2 separate regions of the Mus musculus genome follow, and region 1 is linked to region 2. The links are chromatin contacts, called in public HiChIP or PLAC-seq maps. All regions are on one chromosome and are shown on one strand. The core of a region is the stretch at or near the end of the contact, and the rest is flanking DNA. Distances in the headings are between cores, read along the strand shown. Region 1 overlaps Tulp3 (tubby-like protein 3). Region 2 overlaps Tspan9 (tetraspanin 9).

Evidence for each region. HiChIP or PLAC-seq counts read pairs in DNA pulled down with a chosen protein or histone mark.
Region 1: a contact with region 2 is called in a CTCF HiChIP or PLAC-seq map of the NIH/3T3 cell line, with 5 read pairs. The contact joins two enhancer-like sites. A contact is called at or near these places in 1 of 39 promoter capture datasets (cranial neural crest), 1 of 15 datasets of contacts at CTCF or cohesin (the NIH/3T3 cell line) and 1 of 115 datasets of contacts at active chromatin or transcription factors (pancreatic cancer cells).

The regions. Positions count from the first base shown.
Region 1 is chr6:128,340,872-128,344,067 of GRCm38.p6, forward strand. All of the region lies in intron 1 of Tulp3 (tubby-like protein 3), which reads right to left. Among named protein-coding and RNA genes, the nearest start is that of Tulp3, 13 kb to the right of the region's middle. Within about 2 kb of position 1,325, at least 10 of the 459 cell types and tissues checked have an H3K27ac peak or open chromatin away from gene starts, as enhancers often do. A contact at or near this core is called in the NIH/3T3 cell line, where this site is marked.
Region 2 is chr6:127,990,344-127,993,112 of GRCm38.p6, forward strand. The region is part of intron 1 of Tspan9 (tetraspanin 9); the gene reads right to left. Among named protein-coding and RNA genes, the nearest start is that of Tspan9, 43 kb to the right of the region's middle. Within about 2 kb of position 1,403, at least 117 of the 459 cell types and tissues checked have an H3K27ac peak or open chromatin away from gene starts, as enhancers often do. A contact at or near this core is called in the NIH/3T3 cell line, where this site is marked.

The DNA.
Region 1 (3,196 bases), core at 75-2,574, 350 kb after region 2:
CTTGCATCTTTTTTTCTATCTTTCCTATAATCACCCTCACTCCCCCCTCAGAGGACTATTCCGACTCCAAAACTGAGTGTGCTGTTCTATGACTCTCCTGCCTTATTCCTTGAGTCACAGTCTTCTACTGAACTTTGCAACTATGGTGGCATCCAGCAACCTCCAGCAATTTTCCTGACTCCTTTCCATATGGCATTCCAGATGCAGGCATATGCATGGCCACTTGCAGACTTGTATGTGTGTGCCAGGGGATTTGAACCCAGGTCCCCATGCTTGAGCAGCAAGCACTCTTAGCCCCTGAGCCATCTCTCCAGGCTTCAGCATCCAGACCAGGATGCTGCTCGGGACGGAATACCTGCAGCAGTCGTCCACCCTCCCCGGTCAGACAGAAGCTGGCGAGCATCTTCTCAGCCAGCTACCTGAATTTCTAGCAAACGGATTCCCGGGTACTTGGTTTCTTTCTTTCTTTTTTTTTTTTTAAGATTTATTTATTTATTATATGTAAGTACACTGTAGTTGTCTTCAGACACTCCAGAAGAGGGAGTCAGATCTTGCAACAGAAGGTTGTGAGCCACCATGTGGTTGCTGGGATTTGAACTCAGGACCTTTGGAAGAGCAGTCTGTGCTCTTACCCACTGAGCCATCTCACCAGCCCCGGGGTACTTGGTTTCTTACTCCCCCAAGTGAGCGCCTTGCATGGGCAGACTGAACAATCAGACATATCAGAGAACTAGAGTACAATGATACATTCTTTTCCTGCAGCCTGCTGGAGAATCAGAGATAGCAGCCCCAGAGCAGGCTCCTCTGAAATCTCTAAGACAAGGCCCCATCTCTGCTGCTTGGGCCCGAATGTCCTCCTCAGAGCCTCTGGCTAGCCGTTGTCTTTCTGTCTACCCACGGTATTAATAACAATGATAATGAACATTTTTGTTTTCAAGACAGTTTCTCTATGTAGCCCTGGCTGTAGTAGAACTTGCTCTGTAGACCAGGCTAGCCTTGAACACACAGAGATCTGCTGCCTCTGCCTCCCAAGTGCTGGGATCAAAGGCTGGCAGCAGCACTACCCGGCGATAATAAACTTTTTATGCCCAACAGCCCATGCCAGTGCAGCTCTGGACCCTGCCTCTGGATTCCGTCCAGACACAACTCTTTAAATTTTCCTAATAATTCCTTCTTAACTTCTGAAAATTTCCATATGCTTTTCAAATTAATGCATCAAATGCTTTGCATATTTCCAACAACTGACTCAGATTCTGTTATGTGGTAACCTCCTATACCCCACTCACATTGCCAAGGAATTCTGTCATACATTATGTGAGGTCCTACAGGACAAGTTTAAAAAAGAATAACTTATTAAACAACACATGGCTGGTTTCACTAACTTATGTTTATGACTAACGTCTGTAAATCTGACGGTGGGTGACCTGACAGGACATGTAGATGAGACTGTCAGAAAGCATAATTTTGGTGTTGCATAAACACACACACAACGCAAAGGGCGTGTGCACCAGCTAGCAAGCACACCAGGCCAAGATCACCGGCCTCTGTCTTTTATTTCTCATGCAGTTATAGAGACTATGCCTCATCCCATTGGTGGGAGTCTGACTTCTGTGGTGGTTTGAATATGCTCCGCCAATGAGGTGGCACTGTTGGAAGGTGTGGCCTTGTTGGAGGAAGTATGTCACTGTGGGGGTGGGCTTCCAGAGACCCTCCTCCTAGTTGATCGGAAGACATCTTCTGTTTGCCTTCAGAACAAGATATAGAACTCTCAGCTTCTCCAGAGCTATGCCCGCCTGGATGCTGCCGTGCTTTCTGCCATGATGATAATGGACCGAACCTCTGGAGCTACAAGCCAGCCCCAATTAAATGTTGTTCTTTCTAAGAGCTGCCTTGGTTGGTCATGGTGTTCCTTCACCCAGGAAGCAGGGATAGACACAGCGGTGGAAGTGGATGGAAGACAAGGGGGATAGAGCCAGCAGAGGAGAAATTCCTCTTCAGACACAGCCCTGGTCTTTGTTTCTTCTGTAATTCTTTCCGTTATCAACAACTTTCTGAATGTCACACCTTGCTAAAGGAAGTGAGACAACAAAATGTCAAACACAAAAGGCCTGTCAGGTCTCCAATACTGGGACACGGAATCCTGCAGCTGAACTAAAGAAGCCTACAAAGAGGCAAAGAGGTGGCAACTGAAGCAGGGTCTCATGTAAGGTTCATGTGGAGTTGACATAGAGATGCAAACATCCAACAGCAGGCCAGTATAAATAGCCATGTCTGCTTCCTGCAGCCTCCAGTTAGGACTAGACACCACATACTTCCTTGTGAATTGTCTTCTTACTGATGGGGGAAAACAAAACAGCAACTAAACTCATGGATAAAAGAGAAAAGACAAAAGCAGCATATTAATTAAACACCGGATGTGCCTTCCCTAGCCACAGCCAAATCAGTCTCCTTCTGCAGTCATGCTGTCTGTCCCTCAGCATGCAGGAGAGTCAGGCTTGCTTCTCCCAGGGTCCTCGCCAGGACGCTAAACACATGGCACAATATTATTTTTAATTTCTGAATGGTACTACATTTTGTATGTATGTATATTTGGGCATGCATGCCAGGGTGTATACTAGGGGTCAGACAGTAGTTTCCAGTGCCCATGTGGCAGCTCCTAACCACCTGCAACACCAGTTCCAGGAGATCTGATGTCCTCTTCTGGCCTCCAGGCGCATCAGGCACAAACGTGGTGCACAGACATACATGTAAGCAAAACACTCATACACACAACAAAAGTAAATGAATCTTTAAAAAGATCAATCACCAACTGGCATGTGCTCCCTCTATAAAACAGACAGACAGACAGACCACACACACACACACACACACACACACACACACACACACGCTGTAGAATTCTCTCCCACAGATGTATTTACAAGTCCGCTAGTACTGCATGCCTGTGATACTAGTTCCTTGGAGGCTGAGGCAGAAGGGTATGAAAAGAGTTCAAGACCTTGCTGCAAAAATACTAAACAAACAAATCAATGTGTTTTTTTTTTTAACATGAAAAATATTGGAAACGTTGCTGTATAAGCTACAAATCTAAAACTCATGCCACTACTGCCATTAAAGACATGAACTCCAGGCTACGCTTAAGAAGGGCTCTGAGAGCCGGGCGTGGTGGTGCACGCCTTTAATCCCAGCACTCAGG
Region 2 (2,769 bases), core at 153-2,652:
TTCTGAAGCAGGGTCACTCGGAAGCTGGAGGTCACTGATCTGGCTAGGCTGGCTGGTCCTGTCCCAGACTCTTGGTGCTTGGGTCAAAACCACAAAGTGTCTCACTGTACTTTGCACATGAGTGCTGGGCAGCACGGCTCAGGGTCTCAGGCTTGTGTGGCAAGGACTACACTTACTGATCCATCAGCCTTGTGGGTGGGTTTTAGGTGTGTGAACGAGGCAGCAGTTTGCGGAGGCTGTGCATCCTCCATGAAGCCCAGAGGACAGAACAGGGACCAAGCGATAAAACCTATGAGGCAAGAAATGACTTAACTTCTCTTGCCCAGAGACCAGAGCAAATCAACGTGTTAGCTAAGCAGGGGGCCCTGCCATTAGGGGGTCTAAGGAAAGCCCAGGGCTCTCTTTCTGGACAGGAGCTGCTCTGGCCCCAGCCACCTCTTACTCTGCATTTCTGTATTCTACCATTGGTTCCCCGGCTCACCCACCTCTGTACTCTGAGACTATGTGTGGTGCTGACTGACCCAGGACTCCTGGGGTATATGAAAAATCACTGCCCGGGGTCCCCATCTTTTAAGCTAGTGTCCTTTGTAACTGAAGAATCTCCTTCACATCTCTATTAACACCAACAAGTGAGCAGCGGCTCGCTCAGGAGAACAGAATTGGGGGTGGCGGGGGGGGGGGTGGAGAGGAGGATTTTAATGTCCACTGATTTATCCCCCTCAGTTCTTCCTTACACATTAGATTTATATTCAGATGTGAACTTTTATTTTTTTAAGCACCGACTTCCTGCTGGCGTGGTGGTACACACCTATGATCCCAGCACTTAGAAAACTGAGGCAGAAGGGAATTGAATTCAAGTCAAGTTTGGGCTACGTACTGAGACCTTGTCTCAAAAAATCCCTAAGAAGAAAAGAATAAAGCAAAGAAAGAACCAACATCCTTTCCTTTATCTCGAGCCTGTCCATCATTCAAGATCAGTTACTCACAACCAGCCTGTCCCCTCCTCTTTCTTACAACCAGGGACCCTCACACAGAACATTTTTTTTCTCATCTCTACCCCCTGGGCTCTGGAAGTTAGCCCAGGCACAGGTATGTACTAGTTCTGCACCTAGATCTAAGATGACCCCCAAAGCCCAGACGTAGGAGGGGGAAGGAGAGAAGAGAAAAGTTCAGGTGTGAACAGCTTTCTCCTGCTTTCTCCCCAACGCTACTCCCAGGCCCAGGCCCCTTCTCCTGGGCAGCCTAACATGCACTGTTATCAACCTGGGTATTCCCCAGACCTGGAAGGTTACAGCAGGCACGGAAGGCTAAGAGCCCAGCTTCACATACCTCAAGGGCTATGTCATGGCACCAGGAAAGGCTCTGAGTCACAGATATGGTCCTTGATCCACCCTCTTAAGACAGTGTATTTGACTGCCAACAAGCTGGCCTCAGCATGAGCAAGCTGGCCTGGGTGACAGAGCAGGGATGAGACAGAGCTCCTGGCTTCTCTAACCAGCGGGACAATCTTGGATGCACAGCACATGGCTGACAGAGAGAAGGTCAGAGGTTCTCAGTTCTGGGTGCTCTGACAGGAACAGGAAATCATTTCATACAGGAAACACACCAGACACCCTCAAGAAAGCTGTAGACGTGAGCCACGGGGCGACTCTACTGTGGTGGGGGACTGGATCAAAGTGTGCACAACCACGGACAACGAGAAGAACCACACAACCCTGCCTAGCGGATCTCAAAATATAACCTCAGGCTTCTCACGAAGCCAGCCAACACCATCTGAACACAAGCAAAGGGCAAGCCGGCTTTTCATGAAGGCAAGAGGCTTGTCACCATGCTGATGGCACAGGCTCTATGAAGGGAGCGTGGACACACCCATCATGGGAGAACCAGCAGATGGCCCTTTCCCACCCTGCTCAATTTACAGGTCACCATGGCCCAGGGAGGTGTTCTGAGCTCGTGTGGCAAGTTGAGGATACATCATACCCCACCTTTCTCCACGTCCCTCCACCTCAGCTAGGCTGGGACCCAATGTCCCTTGCTCCACTGCTGGAACACGCAAATGCTTTGAGAAAAAGAAAACTGAAAACTATTTCTCTCCTGTGGCAGAAGTCAATGCTCCCTTTCTACTTTGAGGATGGAGGCCCAGGAACTGCTCTAAGGACATCCTCCCTGGCCTCTGCACCTCCCTTGGCCAAGCCCTGAGAGGCAGAAATGAGCCTGGCATCTTCCAGATCACTCTACCAAACTGGCAGGTGCAAGAAATGTGCTTTGGTCCAGGCGTCTGCTTGCGTGCTTGCTTGCTTGCTTGCCTGCCTGGCAGCTCAAGGATGGCCCAATCAGAGTGTTGAAGAGTTCCAGAACCAGGCGCTGCCAGCAGGAAACAAAGGCATAGGACCTCCTGGGGATGGAGGGGAGTGGAGTGGTACCTAAGGACGCTGGCAGTGTCTTCATCTCTTCATCTCAGGATCTCTTAGCGTCTATACAGAAATTACTCTACAGCATGAACATCCTATGGCTTCTTCTAAGAGCAGTGTGGCCTCTAGAAGTCAGGGATACCCAGAATGGAGGAACCGAGGTGCAGAGTAGAAATGAGTGTTTGGTGTCACTGGAGCTCAGGGCTTCCTGCTGCGAGGCCAGGCTGGGCTCACAGCCCTCCAAAGGAATGAGGAACAGAGCCCTGGAAAGGAAGACCCTTAGGGCTCCCAACTGGCGGGAAGAAGGTCCTGGTGGTACAAATCTAGTGGACCACATGCTTGCCTTCTGCGCTGTTGG